Linked DNA regions of Mus musculus: regions 1, 2 and 3 are each linked to region 4. Evidence: chromatin contacts called from public Hi-C and HiChIP or PLAC-seq data. All regions are on one chromosome and are shown on one strand. Each heading gives the region's core, a stretch centred on a gene start, on an enhancer-like site or on the middle of the called end of the contact. The rest is flanking DNA. Distances are from core to core; before and after follow the strand shown.

Region 1 (2,700 bases), core at 63-2,562, 480 kb after region 4:
TCATATTTTGAGTAATGACAATGATTTTGCTTGTCACTTCTCTCCTATAGTGATGCATGTCTTCATTATTTGATGGTATATACATAAAATAGACATAAAGACTGCATTGCAAGGTCACCCACTGAGAAGGGAAGGTGAAGCTCCAAGCTTCCTCTGCTTCATTAGGCACCGCTTTTCAGCAGACCACTGATGGACCAAATGCCTATGGTTTATCCTCTTCACAGGTCATAAATTACTAAGTATTTCTCACCCACTCGAGTCTAGATTTGCATCCCATGCTCTGAAGAAGATGATTGCAGAATGCTCCTCTGCCAGTGAATAATTGCTCCTAAAAGACTTCTGAGATTTCACAGAATTCTTAAAATGTATCTTTACTGATAAACAGTATTTCCAGACTCCTCCAGTATGGAATCTCAAATGTTAGACATTGTCAAGCTAAAGATAAAAGTTTACTATGAAGAAGGGTTGATCAAATTGAAGATATAATGAGTTATTGAGAAAATCATATTTCAGAAGAATCTGTTTTTAAAAGAGCTGTAATTTCAAAGAATCATAGTCTCTTAAAAACAGCTACCAGAAAAGTCTTATTTTAAAATTGCAAGGTCACTATATATTTTTTTGTTTTCTGCCTGAATTATTGTTATTCCTGATATAAGCTGAACTCCAAAGGTCTTCCTTATGACCTGTTGTCCTTCAGGGATGGGAAAAGTGCTCTCACTTCCTTTACTATGCTATGAACTCTAAACCATTACTACAGAGAACCAAGAAATTAATGTTTCATAGTGATAGTGTAGAAAAACTTTTCCATACATCCCCACTTGCTGACCTGTGGCCTGATTTGCATCTCTGTTAGTTAAACACACAAAAATGGATGTTGTAGGAGTTCAGCTATTTATTGATCTCACCATTCACACTCCTAAAGCAAGGTATCATCTGAGTCAATCAAATGTTATGGAGCACAGCAAGGACCTAGCTTGGCATTTTCCAAATCAGGAAAGATTTTCACACAGTAAAGGAACCTAAGAGTAAGGAATGAAGGTGTTGCTTATTTAACACCAGGAATCTATTGCAAAGGCTACTTTCACAGGCTTCAAGAATCTCAAAGGTTTTGGTAGATTGAGGATTTGGATTCCTAGTAAACAAAGATATATTATTTTTCTATGTGAAATCCTGAAATGGACCAGAGATTCAAAAATGTGAATTCAAGTGATATTCTACATGATACAGTGCAGAAACACAAAAGTGATCAGCAGAGACGCTGGCAGCTTACTCAAGGAAGTCATTTTTACAGTTGTTTGCTTCATTTCTCATTTCAGCCCTGAAGAAGCTTGACCTACTTCTACAAAATGAGGAAGAGAGAAATATTCTACACTAAGCACTTCCCTTCTCTGATTCAAAAACTGGAATGATCTGGTTGAGGAAAGCTTCCGTTGAGTTTGAAACAGAGAATTTTGAAATGAGCAGGGTGGTTTACAGTCAGGTTGTTCCTGACAATATGGAATAAATGTAAATTTATTGAACAGAGTTACACTTTCCTTCAGACAATTTCTACCCACCGGAGAGAATGATTCATGGTATTGTATTTGGAGGCAGTGATCAATAAAGCTTTTAGAAAATAGTTATTGGTTGTAAGCCAGTAAGTGAGAAATCTTCAATAAATTGGATGAGCTAAAATTGTAAACTGGATGGCAGCACAAATCTTAGAAAGGAACTCTGTTTTGCAACATTGCACAAGTATGCTTTTTCTTTAACTCTTCTGCCTGCTTTTTTGTTTGCTTGTAACCCTTGAACCCATCATCTCTGCATACATTTGGCAACAAAGAAAATCTGGTCTCTGGAAATATTTCACAACTAGAGTATAATTTTTCTCATCCTCTTCAGAAAGAATTCTGCAAGGATGATCCTTGACTGTTTCTTCTAAACTACAAAGATTGGGCTCTTTCCTGTGCCAGCATTACCAAACCTTAAAATTCTAAATATTTCATTACTATAATTTCAAAGTAGAAAAATATTAAATTTATTACAAATTATCAATTATACTTAAGGGAATATTTCATGATGTAGATAGCAGTGAATGACAGAAGCTTCCTGTTTTATTTAGAGTTGGTCATTCAAGGAAAGGGGATAAAGAAAAACGGCGGTACATAATTTTATTATGAAGCAAACATTAGGCAGGGTACTATTTATGCTACTACTGAAAGAAATGAAAAGGAGACAATAAATATCATAATCTATATTATATAGAACCTTCTTTCTCTATTGTATGAATGTTTCAAGTTGCCAAGAGGCCAATGTCTACTGAATGTGTTCATTCTCTAGTTTCTTAGAAATACTGGCCATCTTCAATGGCAGAAGGAGGACAATCCAAAAGTGTAACTTTCTTTTTATTATTTAAAGACCATCGTGGTTACCATTTAATAAAGTAGAAGAGGAGAAGAGAAAATATGCCAGACTTTTAGGTTCAAATTTTTCTATAAAGAAATGTAACACATTAAACATGAATGACTATTGTGCATGCATCACAGGACTAAAGTTACAAGGAACATGCTAGTCTTACTTCTAGAAAAATGAGTAAATCCTGGGAGTCAAAGCCCATGTGTATAGGTAGAAGGCTTTGCAGACAGAATGTTGTTGACTTACATAAATGCAGCTCTGACGGTCACTAGAGGCTGTGGATTAGTCTGTGGGAGAAAAATCCTC
Region 2 (2,700 bases), core at 9-2,508, 290 kb after region 4:
TTTGTAAGAGACCCGGGCCAAGAAAATCGTTCTCCAAAAACCTGCTAAAATTTTATAATGGAAACAAATTTATTCCTTAATAAAAGTAACATTAATCTTATTTCAAATTTATTGCTGAGGAGAGTTTCTGTTCATACAGCTATTCTGTAATACCGGGTTTCTTTGTGTAGGCACATTATGATAACACCCTCAGAATCTTTTAAATAAGGTAGTTTTCAATATGACACTTTTAATGTATCATTTTATATCACAGTGCAAATTAGACAATGCATTTGTGTATTCTTATATAAAATAGGAACTTATTTAAGACAATTAAATTTTATATAAAATGGGCTATCACTGAACATACAAGAATGCTTGCTTCTGACCTTGTAATTCTATCAGTACCAATATAATACGCTACACTTTTGAATGAATTAATATAATACCTTGGTTGTGAGTTGGTGTGAAATTTTAATCAGTTACATTATTGTTTTTTTAATGTAATTTTATTGTTTTACATATTCACTTTACATCCCAATCACTGATCCCCTCCTTTCCACATTCCTTCCCCAGAGCCCCCTCTCCTTCTCCTCTGAGCTGCTGAGGTCCCACCTGTTTATCCTCCCCTATCCTGGCACTTCAAGTCTCTGTGTTTCATCTCCCGCTGAGGTCAGACAAGGCAGCCCAGTTAGAAAGAACATATCTCACCTACAAGCAGAAGCTTTTGGACAGCCCCTGCTCAAGTTGTTTGGAACCCACATGAAGACTAAGCTGCACATCTGCTACATCTGTACAGGGAGGCCGAGCCCCATCCCATGTGTGTTCTTTGGTTGGCGGTTCAGACTCTGAGAGCTCCAAGGACCCCGGTATCTGTTATGCTTGCAGACAGGAGCATCTTGTCCTCTGAGAGGCTCCATCCAGTAGCTGATTCAGAAAGATACAGACACCCACAACCAAACAGTAGATGGAGCTTGGGGAAGAACAGGAGGAAGGATTGTGGGGCCCAGAAGGGAATAGGAATGCCAAAGGAACACCAATAGAGTGAATTAACATTATTGTTTTTGTGCACACCCAAGTGCAGATAAACTCAGACCTTGTTTTGTAATAATGCCATAGATTTAGTCATCTTACGATCTCAGGCTGTATGATGAAGTTATTTTTAAGAAAACAATTTTCAGTGTCTTTGAAATTCCAGGGATCCCTTCAGGCATGCCAAGTGTTTAACTCTGAGTGAGATAGGGATGCGGAAACATGAGACGCCAAACCACAGGCTGCTTGGTAAGAAGCAGAACTTTACAATTAATGAGGTGACAAGAAAGGCTGGGGCTGGTTCTGCAAGGATTCTGTAGGCTCAGTGAACTTTAACAAGATAGGAAGAAGGCATGATGACAGAAACACAGACTTGTGAGGTGTTCTTTAGAGGGACACAATGCAGTGCTCTCTGTGACAGGCTTTTTCTGCTAACGCTCGACACTTCCCATCAGACTGGCAGTGGAAGTTGTTTTTCTATTATGTTCCAGTGTTAAATTAGTCCAAGTTTATAATCTGAAAAGGCATCTCTTTGTTCTGATTTGAGAGCCTTCAATAATAGTCATATTCTGTAGACTCAGTGAACTTTAACAAGACGGGAAGAAGGCATGATGACTTCTAAACTTCAGTGACTCTAAACTTCAGTGTCAGAACACCTTTAACATTTATATCCCCTCCAAGTGGCACTGCTTTTTAGAGTATTACATCTTATTTCCTTATAAGCAACTAATTTGAGTGCTTAGTCAGCCTTTATGAAAAAACATTAAAACTAATAATCAAGTGAATCCATAAACAAAAACCCTCCCGCCAACCCGTAGAGATCAGGATCAACTGATCTTGATCTATGTCTCTATACCAGCTCTTATAATCTCATAATCCCACATTGAGACAACAAAAGGAGGAGACTTCTTTTCAGGTCTCCTTCTTCTTATGTAAAAAACATCATCCTCCATGTGTGTCAGACATTGATCTTCGTGCTCTGCTAATTCTCTTTGCTATCCCTGCATAATAGAACAAATGGCTGAGACACGCATGCAGGCTCTTATTCAGCCCAAACGTTGCAGAGTCAGGACAGCATTTCTGGTACATAGATTCAGAGATCGGGTTCTTGCCCATATGCAGCTATACGTTGCAAACTTCTCATTGAGCATGGTAGCCAGAAGATGTGAGCCATTAGCTAGAACCTCATAACACTAACGGGAATTCTCTCTTATATGTCTATATTTACCTCTCCTTGCATTTCATGTGGCCTCATTGACCTTACAAGTCCCATGCTTCAAAGCATCCTTTTACCAAGTGCCTTATTTCAGTCAACCCTGACAAGCCTTAGCAGCCATTCTCCAAGTCTGTCTCTGAGCAGTGTCAGTGACAGGTCACCACCCTTTATCTCCTCCATCCTGAATATTCAGTCCTGTTCTGCTATCACTTTTATTTCTACTTGTTAGTCCTTCATCATCTTATAATGAAGTATTAAACTGTCACCTGAGTAGTCTCTGATTAAAACTTTCCATATTCCGGACAGCCTTTACATGGCTAAGAAGGTGGTCTCTAAAAAAACAGTTGCCTAACTATACTTTTCTTTACCTTAGTAATTTCACCTTTTCACTATGTGTCTACTTTATAGACTCCAAACTCTGCTCATGTCTCCTAATAGTCTTTTCATCATACTTGCTTGTTGTAGGAAATGCC
Region 3 (2,700 bases), core at 173-2,672, 390 kb before region 4:
ATTTCCACATAGTATTCAAAACAGTGTTCAGACTTGGCAGATACATATAATAGTTGCTATTTCTCCCAATTTCCATATTATTATTTGAAAATCTTGATTTAATCTAGATAAAGAGCTTCTATTGCTTGGAAAGAGGTAAAAGGTAAAATTTCACATTGGAAACTAGCAAAAAGTCTAAAGTCGGTCATTTAGAACTTGTGGATAAACAATGCCACCTTCCTGAGATTTGGCAGCCGGGGCCAGTTCCGGGGCCAGTTATTTTAAAAGAAAGGCACGTGGGTAAATAGATTAATATCACTGCTGTTTATTGCAGAGTAGTCACAATTCAGGGCGCTGTCTTAACTGTGTGTCTATCTTTAGTGAAGTAACGTTTGTGGAAAAGTTAGAGGTGGTTACACACAGCGCCTCTGCCTGCTCCTGCATGCCCCGTGCGCATGCGCAGTGAGCATTCACAGCTCTCCCACTCAGTGGCTGGCTCTCTGAACCCCTGCGAGCTGTTTTCACTTCCTTTAAATTCTTATATTAACATTTCCTTAAAGACTTTTTGTTTCTGTTCTGTGCTGCGCTCATGACCCTAAATATACCAGCTTACAACAACTGGGGAATCCTCCAAATGTGCGCTTTCGACATGAATAACGTGGTTTTGTTTGGTCTGCATTATTGACAAAGGTCCTTGATCATAACTCGTGGTTCGCCTTGACAGAACATGGTTGGTCTTCCCTGCTCCAGATCCCCCTTAGAGTAGCAGGCATCGTGTTCTGGAAACTATCCTGCATTGCTGTTGATAGAATTTCTTGATGTGTAGGATATGATGTGAGAATTCCGTTAGATGTTCGGGAAAGTTCTCTTGTACCTTCTTAGTGTCTCTTTCCCCTTTATTCCTTTTAAAAGGCATTCTTGGAGGCTTGGCTCTGGCATTCTTGCTAACTATGCCTACCCCCTCCTTTTCTTCTGTATAAGCAAAGTGGCTTTGAGGAACATCTGAGACGTTTTCAATGTGTAAACAGCCTTTTAAAGAAATAGCTGCTGTGTTCTCCCATCACAAGCTGACTTGTAACACTTGAAAGACAAACAGAGGCCTGTGTGTTCTCTGTTATTGTTGCACCCCCTCACATAGCTGTCTGCGTTTGTCAGCAGTTTGTTTTGACTCATAATGCCAGGGAGGGGGTGGCTTGGTGTGTTTTTGTCAGTTATGCAGTGTAGGATGTCAGTTATCTCAAAGTTACCATTATGTTTGGCTGCTGTCCCTCTATGTAAAGAAAGCCTCAGCATTGGTTCCTGTTTCTCAGGCCAGTGTTGGGTTTTGAAACTTGCCCTTAAAATAAATGCCAAACTGTTTTTCTCATCTTGTAACCCTGGAGGTCAGAGGCTGGCTCTCTTGTTTCATTATTGTCTCGGTGACGTGTTTGTGGTATTTCCCCAGACTGGTTTGAGAACCTACCTGAACTGCCCTTTTCAAGTTCCCGTTGCTCTTCTAGAGTTGGGGATCTTGTGTATTCCAACAAGGTTGGAAACACTCCCAAATCAACATTTCATTTTGAAAGCGGTACTTTCAGACCCAGATGACTCTCCTACATTAATTCGTATGGGGACATCAACGGTTGTTGTACTTGACAGAGGCAGGGACCCTGGGCTTGACAGGGACGCCATTCTTCAAGAGAAAGTGTCCCAGGTAGCCTCTCCTAACATTCTTCCCATTTCCTTAGAACACTGACGCTCCCCCAGTTTTAGGCAAACTGTCATCTTTCCCAGCCAAGACCACCAACCTTAGGAAGTAGCAGGAGCTTTGGAGGTGAAACACAAAGGCAAATGCTATTGATCTTAGGCCACCAAGATTCTCATTGGATTTGAGTCAGTACAGATGTCTGCTGGCTCCGATGACTGCCCGCCATGTAAAGTGTCTGGCTGCCACCTCTGCTGTGTGTATGGCTTCATCCTAACAGCAAGTGCATACGCGTTTACTGCAGCCTGTCTCTTATGGGGGATTAAAATAGCCAGAAGGCCTGAATACCTAGCATTTTTATCTAGTATTTCAGCGATGGCGAGTTCATGGGGTGAGGGGTGAGACTGTGTTTGCTGTCCCGCCTCTCAAGCCATGACCTTTAACGAGGGGTTATTTTAGAAAGTTCCCAATTCACTGCGGGTCACTGGAGCTTGGGCAGAAGTGGGGATGCACGGCATTTTCATAGATCACCCAGCGGCTTCTCTACCTGAGCTGGAACTCATGGATTGTAAAGATTTCAAGCATTTGCCCTGAGTCTCTGTGTGCCTCCGAGTATTATCCATTTGCCAAAGGCTAAGCTGTGTTCACCACACCCCTCTCTTGTCATTCCTTAGTGTGGTGTGGATCCAGTTCACGCTCGCTGCTCCAGTCCTGACAGCTAACTGTGAGGCCTCTTCTGAATAGTCAGTGCCTAGGATTTAAGCTTTATTTTGTGTTTGTGGGAGCATCCTAGCTGATAGTTTAGACGTTGAACTCCGTCTTACACCTTTGATGTCCTACTTTGTTGAGGGGTGTTCAAGTCAGAAGGTTTCACAGATAAGATCTTGGAACCCAGCTGGGGGTCAGGAAAGACTGCTTGTGAGGAAATACTTTGGATCTAATGTTAACACTCCTGTCGGGGCATGGATTGGACTCAGGTAGAGAAGTGTACCACAGGAGACATTTAAGGACGTAGAGAAGCACTCCTAAGTTGGAGT
Region 4 (2,700 bases), core at 36-2,535:
CAGTCCACGCTGCGTGACTCGGCTGCCATCAACCCTACACTAGCTACCCACTAGACAATGCAGCTTCTATTTCAGTATTATTATTATTAAAAAAAAAAAGATAGTCAAAACCCTCCTTATCCCCTGCCATTCCTCCCAGGTCTTCACATTATGACCAAGAGGAAGTTACTTAGGGGATTTATCGTGACAAAGTGCCAGCAGTTATTTCACCTCAAAGCCCAGCGAAAGGAAACTGCTCTGAGTGCAGTGAATTGTACTTTGATACCAAGAGACTGGAGGGACGGTGCGGGGGAGAGAGTTCAGCAGATCTTGCCGGGGGGGGGGGGGTCCTGCACCCTCAAGCTAAGCCTCACCCAAAGTTCCTGGAGATGTGCTTAGTTTTCAATCTCGCTGCCCAAACCTGAGCAGACCAGTCAAGCCTAAAACGTGTGACACAGGTGACTGTTCCCAGGGACAGATCTGTGTCCCCCGCGCGCCTTTATGGCTCCCATACTTTGCTAAGCACACGCTAGAGCGCACAGCCCCAGGCCTCCCGGGGAACCGCCCCCGGTCCGCAACAACCACTACAGTGGGGCTGTTCAGAGGCCAAAAGCTTACCTGGTCTGAGGACCGCGGCGGAGATCAAGAGGCAGAAAACCAGACGGCAAGAAGGGGACACCTTAGATGCCATATTCCTCCTCCTAGAAGGCCACCGACAAAGTCCACGCCGCAGGAGGGGGCGTCGTCCCCGGGCCCACGGGGCCCGCTCGCTTGTGGGTCTCGCCTTAGGGGGACAGCGACTTTTTTCCAAGACACACGGTCCCCCGGGGACTGTGGCGCTGCGCCGTCGGGTCTGTGCCACACGCAACTTTCCTCCACGCGGAACCCGCAACTCCTCCCTCCCCCCCTCCACACCCTTCCTCAGTGTCTCTGGCAGCTACTCCCAGGACGGGCGACCCTCTTATTCCAGGAGACGCTTCAGTAGTCAGTCAAGGTAGACGCGGTTTCTTTTTGGATGCTGTCTTCTAGTAGTTTCTCTTCTTGCAAAGGAGAGGATAAGAAGAGTGATGAGAGTTGCACCGTGCACGGATCACCGGGAGCAGAGAAGGGTCGGCGGGGCAGCGCCGCGGGGTCCCGACGGTGGGTCTCCTCAGGTGGCAGCCGAGGCAGAGGCTGTAGCGGCGGCAGCTGGAGCAGTGGCGGCGGCCGCGGGCTCCGGCTGCTCTGAGTGGAGGACGGGAAGGCGTGTGTAAGCTGCCTGTCTCCTCCTCCCGCTCCTCCCGCTCCTCCTGCTCCTCCCGCTCCTCTCTCCCGCCCAGCTTCCTCGGCGGCAGCGCGGAGCAGGTGGTTGGAGCGCCGATCCGCAGCCTAGAGGCGCTGCAGGACCAAGTCGGAGACTGAGCAGAGCTGGCGGCCCCTGGTGGGAGAAGAGCCTGATGCCCCAGCCCCCGCGCTCTGGTGGGCGGGGCTGACATCGACTCCGCCTCCCACAGGACACGCTGGCCAATGAAGAGCGGGATCGAGAGTAGGGGGCGTGACGGGCTGGATTCGCCAGTGTCTGGCTCTTACCAGGGGATTCTCAGCGCCCCAAAGACATAGGATCTGAGATCTTTTGCTGTCCTCCCAGCCTGGCCACATAGCTGTCTTCTTGCACTCCGAAGCCCAGTCCACTGGCTCACTCCTTAGGGATTTTTCTTCTCGACGAGGGTACCGCCTTCACCTTCTGTAGAGTTGTTGGGGCGAAGAGCTCACCTTGGGTCCTCTTGGACTAGGACTGAGGAGGTGGAAAAGATGGAGATTCTCCACCCGGAGGCTCACGGAAACAGCTACTGGTGGTTGAGAGTAATTTCCCCCACTTTGAAGAGAAGGTTACTCCTTCTCGAATTCGCCGTTCTTCTGTTCCCCTAGTCCTGGCTGGCGTACACTTTATCAAAGCAAATCATTTAATCAACTATCCAGTACCGAAAAGCAGAAGAGATTTTTGTGCTCCCCCTTCGCCCCCATCTCCTTCCCGGTGAGAATTAGGACTCTAGACCATAACACACGTCGCCACACTGATTTTCAAAACGTTCTTTAAAGAAAAAAAAAGTCACGTTTACTTTTAATTAGGTGACGATTTGAAGTTACAAAACAAAATCCAGAGTTACTCAGATTAAAAACCTACGCCTCCTGGTCCTTTCCAGAAAGCCAGGCATCCAGCAGATGGACGGGGCTTCTCAGGCAATTTCAAAAGCTTGAACCACCTCCTAGGCGTAGCATCGGGAAGCCGTGTCGCTTTCAGTTCATGCAGAAAGCATAAAGGAATATTTTCCTCTAAAACACCAGGGTGGAGCTGTTGGGACCGTAAGTGGCTCTAACTCAAGATTGCAGGATCACAACTCTTAATGCCCTCAGCATAATAAAATCCTGGTCCCTGAACCACCTCGCAAGGGCATGAAATAGTCTTTGGTGCATCACAGGGTCACCCCCTGTGTGAAGCCAGTCTCCAGCAGGGAATGCTAACTAGCCTCACGGGACTTTGTCTTCAAAAGATTGGGAACCACCAGCTACTTGCAAGTGGATATGGGGGGTGTCTAAGTGTGCAGGCAGAAGCTTCGTACAGACACACACACACACACACACACACACACACACACACGAATGCGCAAGCGCACAGACAAACACAGACACGGATCTTTGAATCCCTTTCCTTTCGTGCTTGAAATTATTAAACTCTGTCTT

Evidence for each region. Hi-C and Micro-C count contacts between places; a contact is called where the count stands out from the background. HiChIP or PLAC-seq counts read pairs in DNA pulled down with a chosen protein or histone mark.
Region 1: an H3K4me3 HiChIP or PLAC-seq map of bone marrow-derived macrophages shows a contact between it and region 4, with 8 times the contacts expected there. The contact joins the enhancer-like site here to the promoter of Alcam in region 4. A contact is called at or near these places in 3 of 39 promoter capture datasets (liver and trophoblast stem cells), 7 of 484 Hi-C or Micro-C datasets (the HL-1 cell line, bone marrow-derived macrophages, peritoneal macrophages and 1 more) and 9 of 115 datasets of contacts at active chromatin or transcription factors (astrocytes, bone marrow-derived dendritic cells, bone marrow-derived macrophages and 5 more).
Region 2: a Hi-C map of uterus shows a contact between it and region 4, with 5 times the contacts expected there. The contact joins the enhancer-like site here to the promoter of Alcam in region 4. A contact is called at or near these places in 7 of 484 Hi-C or Micro-C datasets (adipose-derived mesenchymal stem cells, bone marrow-derived macrophages, embryonic stem cells and 2 more), 3 of 115 datasets of contacts at active chromatin or transcription factors (bone marrow-derived dendritic cells, bone marrow-derived macrophages and embryonic limb bud) and 1 of 9 other capture datasets (adipose tissue).
Region 3: a contact with region 4 is called in a FOXA1 HiChIP or PLAC-seq map of pancreatic cancer cells. The contact joins the enhancer-like site here to the promoter of Alcam in region 4. A contact is called at or near these places in 1 of 39 promoter capture datasets (pre-B cells), 3 of 484 Hi-C or Micro-C datasets (B cells, myocytes and pre-B cells) and 1 of 115 datasets of contacts at active chromatin or transcription factors (pancreatic cancer cells).

Annotation. Positions count from the first base shown.
Region 1 is chr16:52,930,804-52,933,503 of GRCm38.p6, forward strand. The region is part of intron 4 of 4930405D01Rik (a long non-coding RNA gene); the gene reads left to right. Among named protein-coding and RNA genes, the nearest start is that of Gm25723, 15 kb to the right of the region's middle. Within about 2 kb of position 1,313, at least 5 of the 459 cell types and tissues checked have an H3K27ac peak or open chromatin away from gene starts, as enhancers often do. A contact at or near this core is called in bone marrow-derived macrophages, where this site is marked.
Region 2 is chr16:52,745,168-52,747,867 of GRCm38.p6, forward strand. No RefSeq gene overlaps it. Among named protein-coding and RNA genes, the nearest start is that of 4930404A05Rik, 69 kb to the right of the region's middle. Within about 2 kb of position 1,259, at least 2 of the 459 cell types and tissues checked have an H3K27ac peak or open chromatin away from gene starts, as enhancers often do. A contact at or near this core is called in uterus, where this site is marked.
Region 3 is chr16:52,059,994-52,062,693 of GRCm38.p6, forward strand. The region is part of intron 3 of Cblb (Casitas B-lineage lymphoma b); the gene reads left to right. Among named protein-coding and RNA genes, the nearest start is that of Cblb, 30 kb to the left of the region's middle. Within about 2 kb of position 1,423, at least 228 of the 459 cell types and tissues checked have an H3K27ac peak or open chromatin away from gene starts, as enhancers often do. A contact at or near this core is called in B cells and pancreatic cancer cells, where this site is marked.
Region 4 is chr16:52,451,796-52,454,495 of GRCm38.p6, forward strand. Alcam (activated leukocyte cell adhesion molecule) reads right to left here and starts at 1,286. Exons shown (of 16, transcript NM_009655.3): 1 at 598-1,286. The coding sequence starts at 670.